Linked DNA regions of Danio rerio: region 1 is linked to region 2. The links are chromatin contacts, called in public HiChIP or PLAC-seq maps. All regions are on one chromosome and are shown on one strand. The core of a region is the stretch at or near the end of the contact, and the rest is flanking DNA. Distances in the headings are between cores, read along the strand shown.

Evidence for each region. HiChIP or PLAC-seq counts read pairs in DNA pulled down with a chosen protein or histone mark.
Region 1: an H3K4me3 HiChIP or PLAC-seq map of gastrula embryo shows a contact between it and region 2, with 3 times the contacts expected there. The contact joins the promoter of sdf2 here to the promoter of caln2 in region 2. A contact is called at or near these places in 2 of 4 datasets of contacts at active chromatin or transcription factors (embryo and gastrula embryo).

What each region holds. Positions count from the first base shown.
Region 1 is chr21:29,121,490-29,125,023 of GRCz12tu, forward strand. sdf2 (stromal cell-derived factor 2) reads right to left here and starts at 1,938. Exons shown (of 3, transcript NM_200039.1): 1 at 1,730-1,938; 2 at 1-19. The coding sequence starts at 1,904. supt6h (SPT6 homolog, histone chaperone and transcription elongation factor) reads left to right here and starts at 2,735. Exons shown (of 37, transcript NM_145118.1): 1 at 2,735-2,806.
Region 2 is chr21:29,011,893-29,015,680 of GRCz12tu, forward strand. It overlaps caln2 (calneuron 2), which reads left to right and starts at 1,590. Exons shown (of 6, transcript XM_068216058.2): 1 at 1,590-1,734.

The sequences.
Region 1 (3,534 bases), core at 688-3,187, 110 kb after region 2:
ACTGACTGCTGACCACTACCTGCAATTACAAAATCATAATAACACATTTATATTAATTAATTTATGTGAAGCAAGGATGCATTAAGGCAATTAAAAACAGAATTTTACTTTATTATAGAAGAATTCTATTAGAGATGATTAATACATCAGTGACCATATCGGTTTATCAATCAGCCAATAACTGCTTTTTTGTGTTTCCATTACTAGCCCAATAAGAAAATAAGTTAGAATATGGATTTCTTCAGAATTGCAACCTGACAATGATGTTAGGAAAAGAAGGATGTAAATGTTTCCTTGCTGTTTTCTCATTTTCTGCAGTTGTCCACTGTATGTTTTCAATTTTTTTTTGCAAGCGATTATGCATTGTAGGCCAGAGGTGCACGGTATTGAAACATTGCGATATTTTGCTTTGATGCAATATATATTGCAATATGAATATAATTTCACCTGTTGATTTAAATAGGTCTATTTGGAAAATATCTACTAATCTATTAAATTAGATTCACTGGGGTGATCAGTCCATCTGCATAAAAATTATAAATTGCAAGCATAATTTAATGATAAAAGTTAAATAAAGAAGTGCTTTATGGTTTTCTGGGGAAACGAACACTAACGAAATATATCGACCAATCAAATGTAAAATAACATGGTTATCATGGAATGAAATAATAATACTATAAAATAATATTTATTAATATCATTATCCTTTAATAAACAATATAATCCTGTAATGTGACTTTTGTGGATACATCCATTGCAATGTCAATGCTCAAACTATATATTGTTCAGCCCTACTGTAGGCTATTAGCCTGTATATTGGTAATCAGTTTTTAAATATAAAGACTTTCTTCTTGTGAGTAATGGCCTAAATTTCTATTTCACATGTGTATGTAAAATAGTTTGTGTTGAGAAGCAAGAACATTGAAGCATCTTAAACACTGGTGATATTTTTTTAATACTTTGAGCACCAAATGAGAATATCAGTAGTGTAATTAATAATAACCTTAATTTAATTTAGGTAAGTCAAGTGATTACCAGGCAAAGAGGCAACATAAAAAAAGCAGATATAAAGCAGCAGGAACAAAATACAATAACAATTTCACAAATGCAAATAATAACATGTTAAACCAAGGAAAAACTAAAAACAATCACAGTGATCTAATACTATTAACGGCACTGATTTTTAAAAAATGTTAGTGGAATGAAAGCGTTGAGCTTTAAGGTCAACTGAAAAAAGTAACGTTAGCGACCAAATGAAGTGCGAAGGTTAATAAAACTACCAGAATAGAGCGCAGGTTTCAACATGTTTTCTGGATGTTAAGAAGTGTTTTCCCAATAGGAGCTGTGTAAATGAATAGAAACCAATGAATTTGTCGACGTGATTGAAGAGAAGGCCAATTCAATGAGTTGAACAGTAATGAATAGGGCGCAGAAATTAAAGTATTCATTTCTGAACAACCATGACAATGAATGAATTAATGACTTTCAAATTACCATCACAACGATTAAGAAACACAATGTCGCTGTTTTACTGCATGATGATTATAAAGAAAGACTCTTGGTAAGCAAATGCACCCAATCCTAAACAATGTGTAGGCTTTAAACACATTTACAAACGAATAATATAGAAGTTAACATTTAACGTTTTTGTTAATTACGTTGTATAACACATCAAACGGCTGTCATCGAGACTGGACGAGCAGCATTTATGAATGAGTCACTCACTCACCAGACCCATAGCGGACATCGTGAGAGTGTAATCTGACGTTGTGTTTCACGTTGATCAACTTCACCACCGACCCGCATGTTACACAATTCATTTCACTGCAGAGGGTCAATGTAAACACACATGACAATAATACTGTTAGAGGCAACTGTACCCGCAGAAACACAAAACTGTCCATGGCTTCTTGAGCCCTAAGAGGAAAAAACTAATCTTTAAAAAACCTAAATGACGTCACATGCAGCGCGTGAAGAACCGAAAGAGAGCGCCGACTTCAGGTTTGGAGCTTCTGCCTGAGTAAACGCAGCACAGAAGAGGCAAATAATGCCAAGTACACCCATAATGGGATATCATTTGTGCAAGTGCCATAACTTTGTGGATGTTTGTTTTTCTGCTTGCCCCGAGAAAAAAAAAAGCAAATTAAAACTTGTAAAGACCCACAGAAACCAAGAATAACTCAATTCAAGTTTATTTGTATGGCACTTTTCATCTTAGTTTCAAAGCAGCTTTACAAAAGGTGCATATATTACTGCATTATAATGTTGAATAATGTTATAATTATTAGCATTATTGGTTAACAAAAAGTGTCAAATTCTTCACATTTTATAATCTAAGTTAATTTCATTTAAACATTTACTTGCGGATATGCATTGTACAAGTACTAAAAATCCTAAAAGTAGTAATAAAAGTACTAAACATTTGTATTTGTTATTAGACTTTAACATGAACTAATATTGAACGATTCATTATCATTTTAAATTCATTTTTATGCATTAACTAACATTGAATAATGGAATTCAACTAACGAATGTCACAAACTTATAGTTATAAAATAGCATATAGAGAAATTGGAAGCAAAATGCAAATAATTTAGGACATTTGATAAATAAAATCAAAACCCTTTCAATCACAACAGCGGCACCACGACCGGAAGTTAAATATGTATATACCGGAACCAGAATTTCGACTATATCCCCTCAGCCATTTTTTGTTGTCACTTTCAAGCTTCTCCAAAAGTGACGCTCTATTCTTCATCTCAGCACTTATTTTCACGTATTTAACCGAGCTTCATTGCGAGGAGAAGTAAGTGGGCTTTTGTGCACGATATTTTATTCCAATATGCCGTTTTATAAAGCAGCACGTATCGCCTGTGTTGTTTTTGTTAGCGCACAGGTTAGCGATTAGCATGAGGGCCTTGATCTCCCACAGTGTCGCGGACAGATTAGTAACGTGATTATTAAAATGGTTGTAAATTATTATTTGCTGTTCAAGTTTTATTTATTTACGGCTTTTGAGATATTTCCTAATGAGTTTAAGGTTGTATTTACGCGTCCTGATTCATTTGCTAAGCTAAGTTATTAAGCTAGTCGCATGGATGCCAAGTTCAACTTAATGTATATTTTGGCATCTGAAAAGCTTCAATTTAGAAGTAATATGTTGTGCTATGTCTTCACGTTAAGTGTTCTTCCGAAAATGTTATATACGAATAATCGAGCTGAGAGACCAGTGAAGCTTAAATTGGGCAGGTTGTCTTTATCTTTTGTTTACTAATGAAATTATTTGTCAGATTCATTTTGAGGTAAAGTTAAATTTTTTTCGCTAATTCAGACTTTGTCCTTAATAATATAGTTTCAAAAAAGTGATCCTTGCAAATTCTAAGTGGTTACATCAAGTACATCATTGTTCATCGTCAATTAAATTGAGCTAGTGTTCTTTTGCAGTCAGTATTGCATGAGACTTCAGACCTAATATTCAAAGAAACATGTTAAACAATATATGCACCTTGTCACAAGTTGTCACTGAACGAATAT
Region 2 (3,788 bases), core at 340-2,839:
TTTTTAAATCCCACCCTTGTGAGAGTGTACTCTGATTGGTCATATTTCTCCTTTTCCATTGGCAGTTCGAGTGTTGGTTCAGACCATCTCTGAACTAGAAAAGTGGTTCTAAAGTTGCACTCATATTGGTTTGCCAGAAGTAAGAACTGTTTGCGTCAGGGCCTGAGGGCTGATCTTATAACTAAGGAGGAGGTGAACAAAAACTTTTTGAGTGCCAGATTTGAATTATCAGGAGGACATAATGATAAACACATTTTCTTATTAGCTTCTTATCTCTGTCTATACAAATTAGACACTCTGTATGAACATGTTATTATCGCTCTTAATCTCTCTCTTAACAAACTATGGTGCACTGCATGAACGCATTGGATTTGCTGTGTTTTCATGCTGATCTTGGTTTGCAAAGTTAATGGCATTGTGGAAAAATAAGTGTTGCCAGGGACGGACTGGGGCAAAAAATAAGCCCTGGCACTGTTGCCACACCAGCCCACATTACCACACCGACACAGCCCCACCCACGGACACGCACATTCACTATTTATTTTGGTGTAAAGATAGTGAAATAATATGACATTTTTGCCATATTTTGATTATGTCCGGGTAACCTTGGATTGGGTTGGCCCATCTTGAAACCAGGCGGCAGTTGCCGATTGTGCCAAATGCTTAACATTTATCATAATTATTTTTATTATCATCATCATAATATCACATCTAGCAAGAGATAAAAGCTGTCTGCACTTAAAAACAATACATATTAAAAAAAAACTGACCGGCCCACATTTAAAAAATTGGTTCCTCTATTTGAGGAATTTTGCCAGTATTGAGGAATTTGAGGAACATTTGCCAGAATTGCCAGATGGCCAGTCCGCCCCTGACCGGGAGAATTCCCGGTGGGCCGGTCTGTTTTTTGGCCGCGAGGGCCGGTATCCCTAGCTAAAGAATTGGTTGCTCTCAGCAGTACACTTTTTAAATTAATTTATTTATTTACTTGACCACAGTCTTTTTATTCATTATTTTACCGCAGCTCTACTCTTCTATCTATTTTCTCGCAGCTCAGTGAGCAAGTTGCGGCTTGCAGGTTAATGATGATATAACTTGATCAAACTTAGCTGAACAGCTGTTGTGGTTCAGTGGATAGCATGTTAGTTTTCGACCCCGCAGACCCGGGTTCGATCCTCATCTGAGTGATTTTTATTATTTTCATTTTTATTGTTAAGACATATAATACTGTTAGGGTTGTTGAACATTTGAAGTTCTAAAGCAGTTGTTTTCTCAAAAAAGACGTGATAGTGTCATTAGAAACTGAATTGGAAATGACCTTATTTTAATATAGTCAGTCGTGAACTGAGGTGGGCCAGTCTGAGGCTTGAAACTCCCGGGCTGAAAAGGAGGTTTTAAACTACAGCTGATCAAATCATTAATAAACATGTAAATGATGAAGTCGATCTCTCTCTTTTTATGTTGTATTGCTGCATTTATACTATAGTAATTGTAGTGTGTTGAGTGTGAGAAGGCACTCACATATTAGCAATATATGTATATTGTGTTGGCCTCTCTTTGTATAACCCTGAGTTACTTTTTGGTTGGCCATCTGTTTCTAATGAGTCTCCTGCAGGCTAGTTTAGTAAGTTAAAGAAAGAAGAAATGTCTGCACGTGTTTAGCGTTTTTCCTTATTGCAAACACAACAGTTTGCTGGTTTATGATGTTTCTGCATGTGTTTCTCCTCATCTGTGGTGAGTTTGACACTTTTATCATTTTTGCGAAGCCACAGAATTTGCGCTGCTTTGGATTTTGGGGGTTAATTATTGTGATCTCCTGTCCGTTCTTCGTAACTTACCTCGCTTAAAAGATCTAAGATGATTTGGCAGATCCTGGATCTTTTCATCTCAATAACTGATCTCTTCCTAATTTGGTTCTTCAAACAAGTTCGCGAATCAGATTAGAATGTCTGGATAAACTGATCTGAGATCGCTGCGTGTGTTGTGAAGGACAGATCTATCGATCCTTGAAATCATGATCAGCAATGCAACGATTGGCTGACGGCACAGTAGCGTAATGACATCATCTGATTAATATTCCATTATCCATATGAGCAAAATTACATCAAATTAGCAGTAAACCGTTAGTTAAATATGACACGCAATAACCTTCCACAGTTGTTGTGAGCTGCAGTCTTTACACTTTCATGTGTCAATAGTATTCATCATCTATTTCAATGCATATCAGTGTATTTAGTTTTACATTTAGAAAAGATTTTCTTTATCATAACTTAGTAGCCATTTTTTATATAGGTGTAAAGAATAACTGGATGTTTACAAAAGCATTTTGATATTGGTAAAGGTGTCTGCAACTTTTGTGAAGCATCAAATCACCGTCACATTAACTGTTAAAACATGTTTATGACTACATATGTATTATTGCTTTTAAAAAAAGTCACAAATCGTGCATTTCTATTATACACAAATTGTTCTAAAGCGATCTAAAAAGTTCATATCTATAAGTTTTCTCTTTGGCAGTCTTTGTACTTTCATTTCGGGGGTGCAGATTCCAAGTTTTATTATTTTCCAAAGTGTATATAACTACTACTGTAAGAAAATATCAGCATTTGGTACATACTTACAGTATTTTCTTTGCAAAAACTAACCCGATCTAATCCTGTTTATATGAATTGAGCCTGCTGCCGAGCAGGTTTGATCTACCGGAACTGTTGCTATGACAACAACTCTCGGATCAACTTTGAAGAACGAAATGATCCTGGATCGTGTCAAATCGTCCAAATCCAGCTAACTGAGTAATCCACGTACGAAGAACGAACCCCTGATTGTAACAAAAAAAAATAAAAAATACTGGGAAATCTCTGTAGACTGATGGTATTTCATGCCGTTCAGACTTATAATCTTAAAATGTCAGCAAAATCACTTGTTTTGTCATCACTTTAGACAGTACGCAGGAAAATCTTTCAAATACTAGCTCTAACGGGATGTTTGTGAAGTAGTAATGGTTTTTGCTGATCTGATGTCAGCTGCAGATGTGAATGAATCGCAGAAGAAAATAGTTCCTCATGAGGATTTTTAGACTCTCGATGTTTGATTGTCTTTTTTATAGACACAATAATGGCGTCGAACTGTTGTATAAACACAACATCACACTTGTAGCAGTGCAATATGGCTGTATATCATCACTGGTGGTACACTAAGGCCCCTGTCAGTGCTGATATACCGCCATATCGCACTGCTAAGTATGTGATATTGCTCATTTGTACAGCACTTTGATATTTGAAACTTTGCAGACCTTTTGCATTCACAAACAGTTACATATCACAAAAGTAATATCCAAAATAACACAATAGAGACACTCTAATATAAAACTTTATTTTTCAAACTCTTTATCTCTTATTAAAAATGGATTTTCTCTCCTCTGTCAAAATAAGGCCAGTGTTTGTGAAGCTCAGGTGCTTTCCCTTTGTCCAGTCAACAATTATGTTAGGTCTAGCACAGGTTTATCATTCAAGCACTTCAATGCCATCTCAAGTTAATTTGTGGAGCTGCTATCGAACTGATTCCTTCATTCCAACATTCAGTTGCTAATTAAACATATAAAAGCTAAATATTTAATGCATTTATGTGTGGTTTCCTTTGTAGGCTCTCGGGGGACTGAACACATTTCAAATACACTTCAACTGAAACAACAGTAATTATCATTGACGTTCATGCACATTTCTGTTATTGTTTCTTTTTTTTCGTCCCAAACTATTATGCAGTGCATGTATACCCTTTGAGACTACGTT